Linked DNA regions of Zea mays: region 2 is linked to region 1. The links are chromatin contacts, called in public Hi-C maps. All regions are on one chromosome and are shown on one strand. Each heading gives the region's core, a stretch centred on a gene start, on an enhancer-like site or on the middle of the called end of the contact. The rest is flanking DNA. Distances are from core to core; before and after follow the strand shown. Region 1 overlaps LOC100192934 (Peptidyl-prolyl cis-trans isomerase CYP95). Region 2 overlaps LOC111589281 (a long non-coding RNA gene).

Region 1 (7,029 bases), core at 2,091-4,590:
TCATCTGATTATGAGAGCGATTCTGATACTTACTCTAGTGACTCATCTGATGTCAGCAGCTCAAGTGATGACAGGCGAAGGCGCAGAAAGAGACACTCGAAGAAAAATAAACGCAAGCATTCAAGAAGAAAGCGTGACCATAGGCGCGAAAGAAGGCGTAGGAAGCGTGGTAGGAAATCAAAACAGAAGTCAAAAAGGTCTGTTAACATTGTCAAATTGATCATTCCTGACCTTTGATCTGTGATATAAAAAGGAGCAGGCCTAGTGCTAGAGGCTCCCAAATGAGTGAGGTGAATGGTTAAACTGAGGCAAGCCTTTCCCCCGCAAATGCGGAGAGTCTGCTTCGAACCCGCGACCTAGTGACTCAACGAGACATCTCTCATCACTGTACCAGGCCTTCACCTTAGATCTGTAATATATGTTCTTTTATTTGCAGGATAGTAAAGGGTGATAGTGAAGCTGAAAGTACGGGCGATAGCAGTTCTGAAGATGCTAGAAGCAAGAGACACCGCCGTGGGCGGAAGTTCAAGGCATCATCTCAAGTTTCTGGTAATTTCTTTTCTTTTTTCCTATATATTCTTTAACCCAATGTTTATTGAGCTTATGTAACTAATACCAAGTAAATCAAAGCATAGGTTCCTGAACTTTATTCTGATTTCTCAGGTAGTTATTAGATTTATGAACTCTGAGAGTTAGCATGCAGTTGAACTTCTGCTATGTACTACATCAGCCAATCCTTTGTAACTTAAGAGTGAGGTGGCATTCATCATTGGAAACATATCTAGTGTAAAAAGGATTAGAGTGCTAACATGCTAACATCAAATTCTATCCATCAGATCCAGCATCTACGGCTGAGTGCAATTCAACCTGAGGATGGCGCCCTATTCCGTGAAACCGTAGAGATTCTTTAGAAAATAGTCTAATAGAGGAGGTGGGATTGTACTTAGCCGTAGATGGTGGATCCGATGGTCAGGATTTGATGTTAGCATTATAAACATTTTTACACGATATGTTGCCTTCATCATTATTATTGAATTGTATAGGCACAATAGAATACCATATCTGTTTAAGAACTTCATTGTATTTCAAGAAACCGATAGAATAAATCTGACAAGGTAATGTAACGGCAGTAGCTAATGCTTCCCAAACACAATCAAGGGATATAACAAAAGTGTCAATTTCTTGCATGCTTGGATGCCTTATTGGTTCTTTGTTTACTTACCCACAAATACTTGCGTTAAAGATCTGGTCAAACTTTTGAAACTGACTATCACTAACTTCTGAAATGCAGATGGTTGGCTTGGAATTTTGAGAACCATCCGCTTACATTTGTCTTAAACATGCTGTCATATTCTCATAATTTTATTGGATTTTATAATTTATAAATATAACTATATTATAGTGGAAAACAATGGCTAAAGGTAGACCATGCCTTGTCTAAAAATCACTAAGTTCTAACTGGCTGGATCTCTCTTAAATCTTTAGATCATGGTTGCATGGTATTATTGGTGCTATTGTTCTGTTATATGTCTTGCATGAGCAACAGTACTGATTGGCTATCTAGGAAGGGATATGTAGTTCTTGCTTGGTTTATGTGGTAGTTCAACTAATGATTGCAATCTTACCTTTTCAGAGGAAAATCTTGCTGGAGTGGCTGCTTTGAAGGATGCCACCTCACCTCAACAAAAGAGTGGAATACAGAGGAGTCCAGCACAAGATGTCTCCTCCCTGCAAAATGGGGAAGTCCATACAAATGGTGTTAATGACTCAAAAATTGAAAGAAATGCCGCTGTCATGCCTGTTTTAACTGGCAATCGAAGCAAATCTAGGTTTCCTATTTTTCTTCATACATAAATCATTCTTTCTGCTTACTGCTTCTGGAAGCGGTGTTTCATCTGACATTGATAAGCAGGAGCCAGAGCATGAGTGTTAATCACTCAATGAGCAAGAGTATGAGTATCAGTCCAAGAAGAAGCCCAATGAAAAGGTCAAGTACCAGCCCGAAGAGGTCACTTAGCAGGAGCCCTGTTGACAATAATCACAGTAGAAGCCCTATCCGTACTCCCAAAAGAAGCGTGAGCAGGAGTCCAGCCAGGCGGCAGATCATGAGCAGGAGCCCTGCTAGGAGCCCACCCAGAAATTCAAGCAGAAGCCTTCACATAAGCAGGAGTCCTGTTAAAGCCCACAGAAGAAGCATTAGCAGGAGCTCAGCTAGGTCCATGCAACAGAGAAGTCCAAGCAGGAGTCTGGAGAGAACTCATGTACGAAAAAGTATCAGTCCAAGCCCACCTTTGGAGAAGGGAAGAAGCATTACCCGTACCTCTGTGGTATCTCCATTGCGAAGTGTTAGTCGGAGCCCAGCAAGGATTTCAAGGAGCCCACATAGGCCTTCTAGGAGAAGCCCTATGAGAAGTCCACGATGGAACATACGCAGAAGCCTCAGCAGGAGCCCTGCAAGAATACCTAGAAGAAGTGTGAGCAGAAGCCCAGTAAGAGGTGGTCGACCTCGCAGGAACATTAGCAGAAGTCCCAGTCCACATCGCAGGGTAGTAACACCACCAAACAATGGAAGAAGCCCATCCAGGAGTGGTTCTCCTGATGGGTCACCAAAACGCATAAGACGTGGACGGGGTTTTACTCAGAGGTACTCATACGCAAGACAATATCGCTCACCTTCTGCTGATCGCTCACATCGTTATGGTGGAAGAAATGACCGTGACAGGTAATTTTGAATCAAAGTTTGATCTATTGTTTTCATTTGACTTAGAGTGTTAAATTACGTTTCCCCTCTTATGTAGATACATGGGTTACCGGGGTTCCCGCCATCGATCACCTCCTAGACGGTATAGAAGCCCACCCAGAGGAAGAGTGTCATCGCCAAGGTAAATAAACTGTTTATATGTGATATTTTTCTATGTGTATCAGCTTGTATTATCATTTGTGATGCTATGTCATGGAACTAACTCTGAATAGGCATAGATTTTTGTTTGCTATACTTGCTCCCCTCAGTTTAAATTTATAAGCCATTTTAACATTTTCGGTACATCAATTTTACTATGTATCTAGATATAACATATCTAGATACATAACAAAATTGATGTATCACAGAAGTCAAAGCGACTTATAATTTGGAATGGAGTATTATTTTTCTGAAGTTATTATTTGCAAATGATTGAAGCAATTTTATTTCGAGTTTTTTCTCAATCGGTATGCATAGCTGATTCTTGTGGTTGGTTCTTTGTCATGATTTCTTTTATTTTGGTACTTGAGGCGTGGTAGGTACAGGAGGAGGAGCCGAAGCGCCTCACGCAGCCCTGTCTACAGGGAAAGAGGAAGGGGAGGTGGATACAGCAAAAGCCCTATACGGAGCAGTTCACCCCCTGCCAGGAAACCAAGGTCACATGGTGACCGTGCACGGTCAGTTTCAAGAAGCCACCTTTCTGGGTCAGTATCAAGGTCTCCTCCAGTGCATCATCCCTCTCCACCTGATTCCCCATCAGTGAAGCATGCAAGTGATGAGAAATCTCAGTCCGCGTCCCCAGCTCTGTCACTGTCTGGTAGCCCTAATCGTGGAGGCAAGAAAGGTTTGGTTTCCTACGGGGATGGCTCACCTGATTCAGCTGGGAAGTAGGTTTCCACCGGGGCATTGAAATGTATCTTACACCGTTAGCCATTGGCTGTTGATCAGGTCCATCAATACTTTTTGTTATATTTCTACTGTAAGAAGCGGTTTGGTCCTTGAGCTGCCCAGCTGTTACATATGTTGTTTGGGATGATCGGCTATGTCCTTTGGTTATCACAAGAGTCGTAATTTGAGCTTAGGTTTTGCTGTTGCTAAACATGTAGCACAGATTCAGTGTGGGATTTTGATGTTATATAAGCTTCAACGCAAAGAATCATTACAATGTTTTGACCTCGGATGCCTAAGTACGATTCACAATTTATTTCTTTTGCATATTCAATTCTAATGTTTATGCATCTATTCAACAATTAATTTGGTTTGGCCGCATCATACTTTTCACTTTTCCCCGACATTTCTTTCTACTCTAAAGCACCAGTTTTGTAGGGCGTCCCCTCCCCTCTTGCATGGTTGTCTTATGGGCAACGACTTCTGTGCAAGCAAACCATCTGATCTATTAGATCGTGATCTAACCGTAGGTCACATTTAACATTTAAACCTTTTCACCACGAACTCAATAATCTTTATAAAAAACCTCTAACAAACCATGATTGTATCTGTGGTTGGATCGTAATATAATGTATCAGATAGTTTGCTTGCACGCTTGCATAGAATGACTGTTTGCATAGCAGTTGTTGCCTGTCCTATAGCTGTAAACGTTGCCCTCCCTCAACTAAGCCCTCTTGTGCCGCTGCCTCCCTGGATATCTGTAATCCGTAATGGCTCACTGCCTATGACCACGCTCCGTCCGCTAGCGTCACCGTTGCTTGCAGTTGTCCGTAATCCGTAATGTCACTGTTGCTTGTAGTTGTCCGTAATCCGTAATGGCTCACTGCCTGTGGCCACTCTCCGTCCGCTAGCGCCACCGTTGCTTGCAGTTGGTAGGCATGGTTCTTTAACCTGACAGGCGTGTGGTTCCCCGCTGTCTTTGCCACGCGAACGCGATTGGCAGCGGCGGCTGGAGCATGGAACAGCCCGCCATCGCTGGGGTGACGACGACAATGCCGTCGTGGATGTCTCCATTGCGGCCGGAACGAAGGCTATACTAGGTTTACCGATTTACCATATTTCTCAGCATATGTTTAGTACTTTTAAACGTTTGAATACGATACCACACGATAATCTTTATTCCAATTCCCTTCTATGGACATGACATCTCCCAGGGATCCGAGTCCACAAACAATTCTGTTGGGGACTTGTTCTCAAATGCTATGAGTTAAGAACAAGGCAACACAAAGTATTAAATGTTAATGTCCTTCGTCCTTCGAAGCATTATTTCCCTTAGGATATAACGATCTTCGGACGAAGGTCATGAAGGACGTACCTTTATCATCATGGTATGCGATAATGAAAGACAAAGCATATGAAACATGAAAGATAACATGAATAATCATATAATATTATTCACATGTCTTCATTATATAAACTTGGATATTTAAATACGACATTTGATTACATTTATACCTTCGGCTTGACAGAAGGCAAAAATCCAAGTGTTGCGCACGAGCGAATACAGGATAGCGTGAACAGTACAGGGGTATTGTTCATCTATTTATAGGCACAGGACACAGTCTGTGAGAAATTACATCCATGCACTTTACAAATGTTTACAATCATAGTACAAGCTATCTCGGGCCGATTGGTCATTTCATCTTTAAGTCGGTGCATCTGAAAATGTACTCCGAAGCTCTTTGGTTGATATCTTTGACTTTGTGTCGGTCTTCCGAAGGTGTTTCTTCTTATGGGACCTTCGGCGACGAAGCAGACCCCCAACAGTAGCCCCTTCACGGTGCCAGATCATTTTTTGTAACGAGCTCGACCCGTGAAAAATTCTCTCAGGCTTCGGAATGCCAATGGTCCGAAAACACCTTCCCTTAGCTCGTTGCCGAGAAACGATTTAAATATTCCGAGTGAAGGGTGGTCCCACCATACGACGGGTACGCATGATCTGGTGATTCAACTTATTGGGCACTATGGTCCACCGTTCAGTGGGTGCGGGTGACTGTTCAGCGGGTGCGAGCGGCTTGGCGATTCACCTTCCCACCTGCAGCACTTTATAAACAGACGGGTAGATGTGAAGTTACCACAACATTTACTGCTATTGTACTGTTGTGCTGTCGAAAAATTTGATCACAGCCGAAGCTTGTTCACCGTATTCTCAATCAAAAGATCACTTTGCTCTAGCTTCGTGACAAGAGGGAGCTTCGGCAAAGATAAAAAATAATCAACTTCGTCAAAACTCAAGAAATTTAACATCAAATGGCCAGGGTGCGCTCAACAGCTAGGGTTACACACGACAGAGAGGAAACCGAAGCTGCTGAAACTGCTCCGATTTCTGAAGTTATGAGGCGGTCGGGACTGGTTATGACGGAGGGTGCTTCTGACGAAGGCGCCCCTGCTACTGAAGCCGAGCAGGCTAATATTGAAGAGGGCGATACTGGTGAAGAAGAGATTGATTATAACACCGCTATGCCATCGAAGCCCAGCCATTTGAATTTTGGGAAGTCGACTGTGTCTAAAGCTGATATGGCTATGATGACGAAGCTTGGCTACTTCAGAGAAGCCGATAAGGGGTTGATTCGTTTTGGTGGGGAAGAGACTATCCCGAAACCAGAAAATGATGAAGTGGTGGTTTTTAAGAGCTTCTTCAAAGCAGGGTTGAGATTTCCTATGCACGGGATGATTGCAGATGTCTTGGAAATTTTTGAGATTTACCTCCATCAGCTGACCCCTAACGCCATTGTTAGGCTCAGCATGTATATCTGGGCTCTCCGAAGTCAAGGGGTGGAACCGCTCGCCGAAGCCTTCTGCCGAGTACATGAACTTCACTATCAGACGAAGGCTAGAGAAGACGGACTGCATGAGAACTTCGGCTGCTATAATTTTGCTTATCGCAAAGACATGAAGACACCGGTGGTTAGCTATCGCACTAAATGGCCGACCGGTTGGAAATCTGAATGGTTTTATGTTAAAATTGATGAGAAAAAGGAGAAGCTAGTTCAGAGCCCGTTGGAGCTAACCTTCGGGCTGACTAGGCCTCAGTGCAACATGACGCCGGGGGCACCATGCCCAGATGCTGTGTATGAGTTTAGAGTTGTATCTGAACACATTGGAACTAGGGATTTAGTTCAAGAATACTTGACCAACCGAGTATTCCCAACGCTAAGGGAATGGGGTATGCCGAAGCTTGAAGGAGAGAAGAAGAATGAACTCGTTCGGCTGCCCTATCATTTCAAGTTCAAAAAACACTTTAAAGAACCCTGCCAAGAATGGTTGGATACAATTGAAGTTATGTGCAATGAGATTTTGGGAAATTATAGGAGAAAAGAAGATCAGTTGATGACTGCAGC
Region 2 (7,029 bases), core at 2,222-4,721, 170 kb after region 1:
AGCTGCACGACCACCGCGTCGTGCTCGTTAGCCAGGTGTGTGTGGTCAGTGCCTCAGTGGTCACTGCTGTTTCTGCGGCTGGATTGTTTTGGTTTAAGAACATGCTGCTGTCAAGCCTGGCCCTGTACTTCCCTGGTTTTGTATAGTGTATTCCGTTATGCAGTTAGAACTGTAAGATCAGAGGATAGCTAAACATTCTTGTATCTGCATGGAAATGCTAGTGAGGCTGTGTAGTGTGCAGTCTGCAGTGTGCACACATTTCCATTTTGACTAGCTTGTAAGCCACGTTAGTTAGAATTGACAAATATGGATTAGGTTTTACAAGTCGTTAAAACCAATTTAATGGCGATAACTTCTGAAGAAACACTGTTGAAATTTGAAACTCATTTCAAGCTTGTCATTTTGCAGGATTCATTCTACTGTGGTCTAACCGCTGAAGAGTCTGCACATGCACAAGACTACAATTTTGATCACCCTAGTACTGCATTTTCTGTTTCGTGTTCCCTGCTTGTGGTAGCTATCTGAGCTGAATTGAATTGTTGACACGTGAAATGGACGGTATTCTTTGCTTGCAGATGCATTTGATACAGAACAACTTATGGAATGCATGAGAAATTTGCTGTTTTGCCACTCTCAAATTTGGCTGTCTGTTATTATGCCATCCCGTGTCTATGACTGGTGGGACCGTCTGTGTCTATGATTTGTGGGTCCGATGACATACTGGCGAAGGCCACAAATGATAATGGCAAAATTGCCAATGGCTCGGAATGCATGGTGCAGCTGAAACGTGCTCAACCTGCAAATGTTCCTATATATGATTTCAAGAAGCATCGACGGTGTTCTGAAACCTTTAGGAAGGTAGCAGTCACTCAGAAGCTTACCAGCATGAAAATTTTGCCAATCCTTCTCTTTTACGTCTGTTTGATGAGATGACTGTTTCAGACTATGAACGTAATTCCAATCAAATTGCCTTTATGTGCTCTTTTAGAGCAATTGCAACTTCATTTTTTGTCCCTCTTTATCTGCCCCAGATGGGCAATCTACAGCAAAGCAAATAAATTGGAGGTTTGCTTTTTGTTATTGCCATATTATATTTTTTATGTTACAGATATAAATATTGGTATAAATCGACACACTCAAAAATTAGCATCGTAAAATTCTGAACATTAGGTAAAACAAGAATACCAATATACATAAAGAAATTGAATTCTTATTTGTTCTGTTTAAAAGTAGGAAGCTCGTGCGATTGTAAGCTAGTATACTTCGCAAACCTTTTCCTAATTAAGTACCCGATCCAATATCATTGTCAGGTCAAAGCATCAAATGTCATTATTTTGGAGGGCATTTTAGTCTTCCATGATCAGAGAGTTCGCAATCTAATGGACATGAAATTTTTTGTAGACACAGGTTTATCCTCATTGTTACTGTATCATTTGTTTTGTTACAGCAATTATGAATTGCTCCTGAATGTATTCAGCTGAAACATTGTTCATTTATTTTATTGGGGGTCTGTGATGCACCAATCAGATACCGACATTAGGCTTGCTCGGTGAATCAGACGTGATACAGTTGAAAGAGGAAGAGATCTCGTCTCAGTGCTTGACCAGGTAGTCCTTTTATTTTTATTTTACCTTGGGTTTATAACTCTGGCTTATATATGCGCTTTTCATGTTTCCTTTTTTTCTATACAAGTGCTTGTATTGTAACATAAAATTATGATATAACTTAACAAATATCATTTGTACATGTATATTAGACCCATGTAGCTACCTTGCCGACGCATGAACGAGAAGACGGGTTATACTTTGTCGAAACCCTCTTCGCTAGTGACCATCACTCGTCACTGTAACCCGATGGTGATCGGCGGCCGTGAGCTTCCATGTTATTGTGTTATGATACTTGAGACTTTTATTATGACTATGTATGAGATATTGTTTCTTATTAGTACTGGATGATGAGATGTGTCTTATTATGGTTATGGATGAGACTTTTGTACTGTAATTGATGAGACTATGGATTTAAATATTGTTATGTGATTGTGTGTGAGTTGTTTTATGTGAAAATATATTGTGCTATATAGCTGTTGATATATTTGTTATGTTATGGAATGTGGTGTAAAATAAAAATAAACAACATTTGTAATGCTGGTCAAATTAACTTCCTAGATGCTTATTGGGCTGTAGGAAGTTACCCAGCTAACTTCCTAGGGGCTACAGTCAGCCGTAGGAAGTTAGTCCGCTGACGGCGTTGACGGCGTGAAACTACTAACTTCTGAGAGGCTTCTTTGGCTGTAGGAAGTTAGCTAACTTCCTAGAGGGCTCTAGGAAGTTAAGCTAACTTCCGACAAAAAATTTCCGAGAGCCAAACTTCCGACGGAATGGCTTAACTTCCGAGAGTTTAGCTAACTTCCTAGAGTTTAGAGCTAACTTCCTAGAGTTTAGGCTCTAGGAAGTTTACTATTTTGGTGTAGTGGTTGTCCTAGGAATTTGGGGTCAAAATTAATTAGGAACTGTACTGGACAAAAATAACAAAAACTAGGGCATAGGGGGCATATTGCACTACACCTCTTATCTAGAAGTGGAAACTACCCTAATGGGTATTTTTCTTGGTATCTAGGTGCAATAATAGAGAATTAAGCCAAATTTTACAAGGTTTTACTTAGTGGCCTTTTATCTAGGGTTTTTCAAATTTAAGACTAAAGAAGCACCTATAACAAGCTTGCCCTCTAAGAAGTGTCAAACAACAAATTTAGAAATTTTCCTAAGTTTGTTTTAGCACAAGAGCAGTAATTCTCAAAATCGGGGGTTTATCTCTTTAGGGATGATTTTCCATTATTTTCTAAAGTTATGCTTGTTTTGTCAAAATAAAAGGTTTCTATTCTTTTTCTTCCTAGACCAGGGTGGTTTGTATTTTTCCAAGGTTTTACATCATCTACTTAGTCTTGGAAAAATAGTGAGTTCCCTGGTTTCACTTATTTATTGTTTTTCTTGCTTTTATTTAGTTAAGGCTCTAAATAGTTTTAAGTGGTTAAACTGTATCAAAAGTTCTAGATCAGAGGGTTATACAACTTTATACATTGATAAATTCTATATTGCTTCTACTCAAAATTCCTTAGGCCTAATGCATACTTATTTTTCCCTTCTTATTTTGAAATGGGCAGATTATGATTCTAAATCAAAATTCCTAGAAAAGTACAGAGACCACATGGTTATATATTTTTAATTTAAAGTTTGACTTGTCCAAAGTATTGCAAAATTGGTTCTACCATTTTGGACTCCTATTTATTTAGTTATGCATTTCCTAAGTTCTTTGCAGATTAAATAAGCATTTAAATCAGAATAGAAAAGGAAAATCAACTTGCATCGAGGCCCCTGACCTTTTCTTAAGCTTTTTCTTTAAAATAAGTCATTCTGCTACTGTTCACATGAGTCCTAGTCTTTGCAGGAACCCCCTGCTTTTCCCTCCCCTTAACCTGCAGTCCTTAGCTCATCGGAACAGTGACCGCGAGGAAAATCAGGGCGGAGCGGTAGGGTAGTGTTCCAGGCGGGTGGTTGGAGAGGTCGGGAATGTTGTGGGGATCACGTTGATGGTCGGGTCGTGACCAGAGTTGACCGGAGTTGTCTAGGCCACGTCTCTCGGTGGCGGAGCTCGATGGCGACTTCGATTCCGGCTAGTCAGAGGCAGTAGCGTTCGGTCAGGTTGGCGGGAAGCTTCATTAGGTGACGATGGAGCTACTGATCCAAGGAATTGGATGACAGTGAAGGGTGGAGCTCAGGCCACGTTCACCGGCGGGCGCAAGGAATCTGACAAGGCCGATTTCCCTGTTCAGATGGGGTAGAGCTCCGGCTCGAGCTTGGCGAGGCTCTACGAACCTTTGGGGAAGCTGGAGTGGGCTGGGCACGGTGGCTGGCTCTTGGGGGGCGACGATGGCGCGTGTAGAGCTCACGAGAGTTAACAATGTCTCTAGCGAAGCTAGGCACTAGATTAAGGGAGCAACAGAGGGAGCAACCGATGGGTTGGGCAGCCTTTGCAGGCGCAAGCATGGCACGGGCATGGAAGTGTCTAACCGGTCGTGCGGGGGCGCGCGCGGGCAAAGCCCATTCGTCTCCTGCCAGCCGGCGTCGAACACCTAGCACTAGCGTGTTTGGCCATCTTCCCTCACGTGTAGTCACCTGTGTGATCCTTATCTTAGCAAAAACCTTATCTAAGATTTGATGCTTATACTTTAAGCTAGTTATGCTGTATGGGGTCACTAGATTTTGCTTACTGGCTGCGAAGATATGGAGGGAAAACTGGTTTGTCCCAGCCTAAACCCGAGGAAAATCTTGCGCCAAGTCATGTCAAATGGTTTGGTTTTCAAACATTTCTTGGGTATGCCTAGGGTAGTTTGGCGCCACTTTGTCAATTAGAGCATATGGTTTTGAGTCTTGTAGCTAATTTAACATGTAGGGTTTAGTTAGGGGCCGAAAATGGATTAGGGTTTTTTCTATTTTTTCTTTTGCTTCTCCCACTTAATTGACTTGTCTGGGGCTTTTGAAGAATCTATTTGGGGTATCACGCTTACTAACTTTTATAGGGTAAATAGTGAGCTACAACTTTTATTAATGTTCTAGTTCATGATTGTAACACCCCAGGTGTTTATCGTCTGCTCGACCATGAATGCGTACTTTAACACGTGGTAGCGGTGAATAACAGTCTCCTTGTCTTAATTTGTTTCGTGTGTCGCGAGTTTGACATCATTTTATTTTTATCTATCTGGACTCTTCCTCAATTTTCGTGATGTTCAGAACATAGTTGTTCCAAAAATCGGTGCGTCCGGTGATTATTTAAGGTTCATCGCTCGTGCAAATACGAATTTGGAAATAAGGGCAAGTGCATGTGGGCCCAATAACTTGGGAGGTTCTGCCACAACTGGTATCAGAGCAGGATTAAGTTTATACTGTCACATACTTATTTTCAAAACAAAGTTTTGGTTTTGGAAAACCTATTTTCAACTAAACACATTGTTTGGTTTTGAAAAACAGATTTGAAAAACTATAATGCTAGCGACATCCTCTGTTAAGCCCTAAATTAAGGACTATCAGGTGGCCTAGTTCAAAACAATAACCCATAACCGAGTGGATATTGCATATATGTGTATTGTTATTTTTGAGGCCATTCAGTTTTGAATGGATCGACGCTCAAGGTAAGGTGAGATGTGAGAGCATGACCGAACAAACGTCGGTCTAGGGGAGAGTATAAAAAGCGCTTGATTATATACATGTTCCACATATGTATATATGAAGGCTGCGAGGTGGAGTATTTAATTTTCTGGGAATTCAGTACCCCATGGATGTGTATGGGTATACATACATGGGAATACTGAGAAGTGTAATGTACTTATAACGACGCACCTACGCTCAGGTAAGAAGGTGAGTTACCATAATAGGCTGCCCTATGGTTAAAGTGTGGCAGCGGCACCTATACGTGGCTCGGCGCTTAATGAAGAGCTGGCCTCCATATAGAAATATATGGAGTATAAACTATGATAAACTGTCATGTGTGAACCGCATCATGGGAAATTGGGCTGTGATGGATTTTTCTGCAGGTACACTAACCTCGAAAACGTATGTGTAGCTAACGACTAGCAAAATACCGAGAGAGTCGTAAGTATGCCATCGATATAGAACGCTATTTCCACATCATGTTGGAAAAACGTGTGAGGACGAATAAGACGAGCTTGCATCCTGATTGTTGCATCATGTTTGTCACCTATATATCCAAACTGCTTATCTCGCCTTTATTCCAGTAACCAGTGATTGTAGATAATGTGGTGTAATGTTGTATTATGAACTTTGATGAAACAGTTGTCCTCCGTTCTTTAGGTAATATGTTTAGGTGTTATATGTGTTTGCCCTTGTACTGGATGTGCCGATAGAACGTTGGTGGTTTGTTTAAACCCAAAACTAGGCCATGTTCTTATTTAGGTAACCATGACCCAAAGTTGATTTTTCCGTTACCCCTCCATGACCCAAACTTATACAAATAAGCGCTTAGATAATTTCTTTGTTGGACGTAAGATGCATTCGGACTCCCAATAAGGATCTTGGCAATTAACTTATAACTTCCTTAGTGGTCGTGTTTCCATCCTAGATCCTGCCCTTTCTTAGTTGATACAGGTTGAGGTCTCTATTGTGTTTGGCCTCTCCTTGCGGATTATCTTGTCGCTTTATCAACCTAACCTAGGAAAGACATGTTCAATCATTTTCTTGAATTTAATGCCTTTGGTTTCCTCATATCTATCGAAGGCATACCAACTTAATCTTATGATTGTTTTCCCTCCGTATCTAATCATATACTACTCCTTGACCTTGTGATCTCTTCGATGGGCATAGAAATATGATTGGGGCTGAATTAACAATCTCCCATCGTACTCGTTTCATCAAGTTTAGGTTATGGCCATGTCTTGTTCATTTCCTCGGGCCATAATCTATCTGGCTCTCTACTTGTAACCATTTTTACAGGTGGAGTAACTCTTTGTATATTGTCACCCTTGCTCAATCTATTGGTGTGGCGTGAGATTTCTTATTGGTTATGTTTGGTAATGGTGTTATGACTAAAACCGATGGTACCGCGATAAAACCGAGGGCCTTCTGTGTGTGCGCACACACGGTTGTGCTGCTCGGCACGCGCTGTTATCACGGTTAGTAGTTATAATCCATTATGAGATTATATCAATATGTTACCTCTGCACAAATTGTTCTTACCATGTGAGATTCATTATTGGTTCCAGTTTTGTAATGGTGTCATGGTTAAGGACTTATGGTACCGCGGCGAAACTGAGAGCCTCCTGTGCATGCGCACACATGATTTTGCTGCTTGGCGCATGCTGGTATCGAGATCTCTAGTCATGATCCATTATGGAACTACACTGATGTGTTATCCTCCATTGACCTTCCTTTGAAACGATTTCGGTGTTGTTTGTCGAAGTGATCAAGCAACATATATCATCTCTGTTGGATCAAAAGGTCACTTTCATGTGTGGTCTCT

The links. Hi-C and Micro-C count contacts between places; a contact is called where the count stands out from the background.
Region 2: a Hi-C map of ear shows a contact between it and region 1, with 1.9 times the contacts expected there. The contact joins two enhancer-like sites. A contact is called at or near these places in 2 of 25 Hi-C or Micro-C datasets (ear and endosperm).

The regions. Positions count from the first base shown.
Region 1 is chr5:113,633,776-113,640,804 of Zm-B73-REFERENCE-NAM-5.0, forward strand. It overlaps LOC100192934 (Peptidyl-prolyl cis-trans isomerase CYP95), which reads left to right. Exons shown (of 14, transcript NM_001358497.1): 9 at 1-197; 10 at 437-549; 11 at 1,634-1,829; 12 at 1,913-2,722; 13 at 2,799-2,882; 14 at 3,280-3,943. The coding sequence ends at 3,631. Among protein-coding and RNA genes, the nearest start is that of LOC100192934, 10 kb to the left of the region's middle. Within about 2 kb of position 3,341, at least 10 of the 20 cell types and tissues checked have an H3K27ac peak or open chromatin away from gene starts, as enhancers often do. A contact at or near this core is called in ear, where this site is marked.
Region 2 is chr5:113,801,165-113,808,193 of Zm-B73-REFERENCE-NAM-5.0, forward strand. LOC111589281 (a long non-coding RNA gene) reads left to right here. Exons shown (of 3, transcript XR_002748274.1): 2 at 1-35; 3 at 409-923. Among protein-coding and RNA genes, the nearest start is that of LOC111589281, 3.9 kb to the left of the region's middle. Within about 2 kb of position 3,472, at least 9 of the 20 cell types and tissues checked have an H3K27ac peak or open chromatin away from gene starts, as enhancers often do. A contact at or near this core is called in ear, where this site is marked.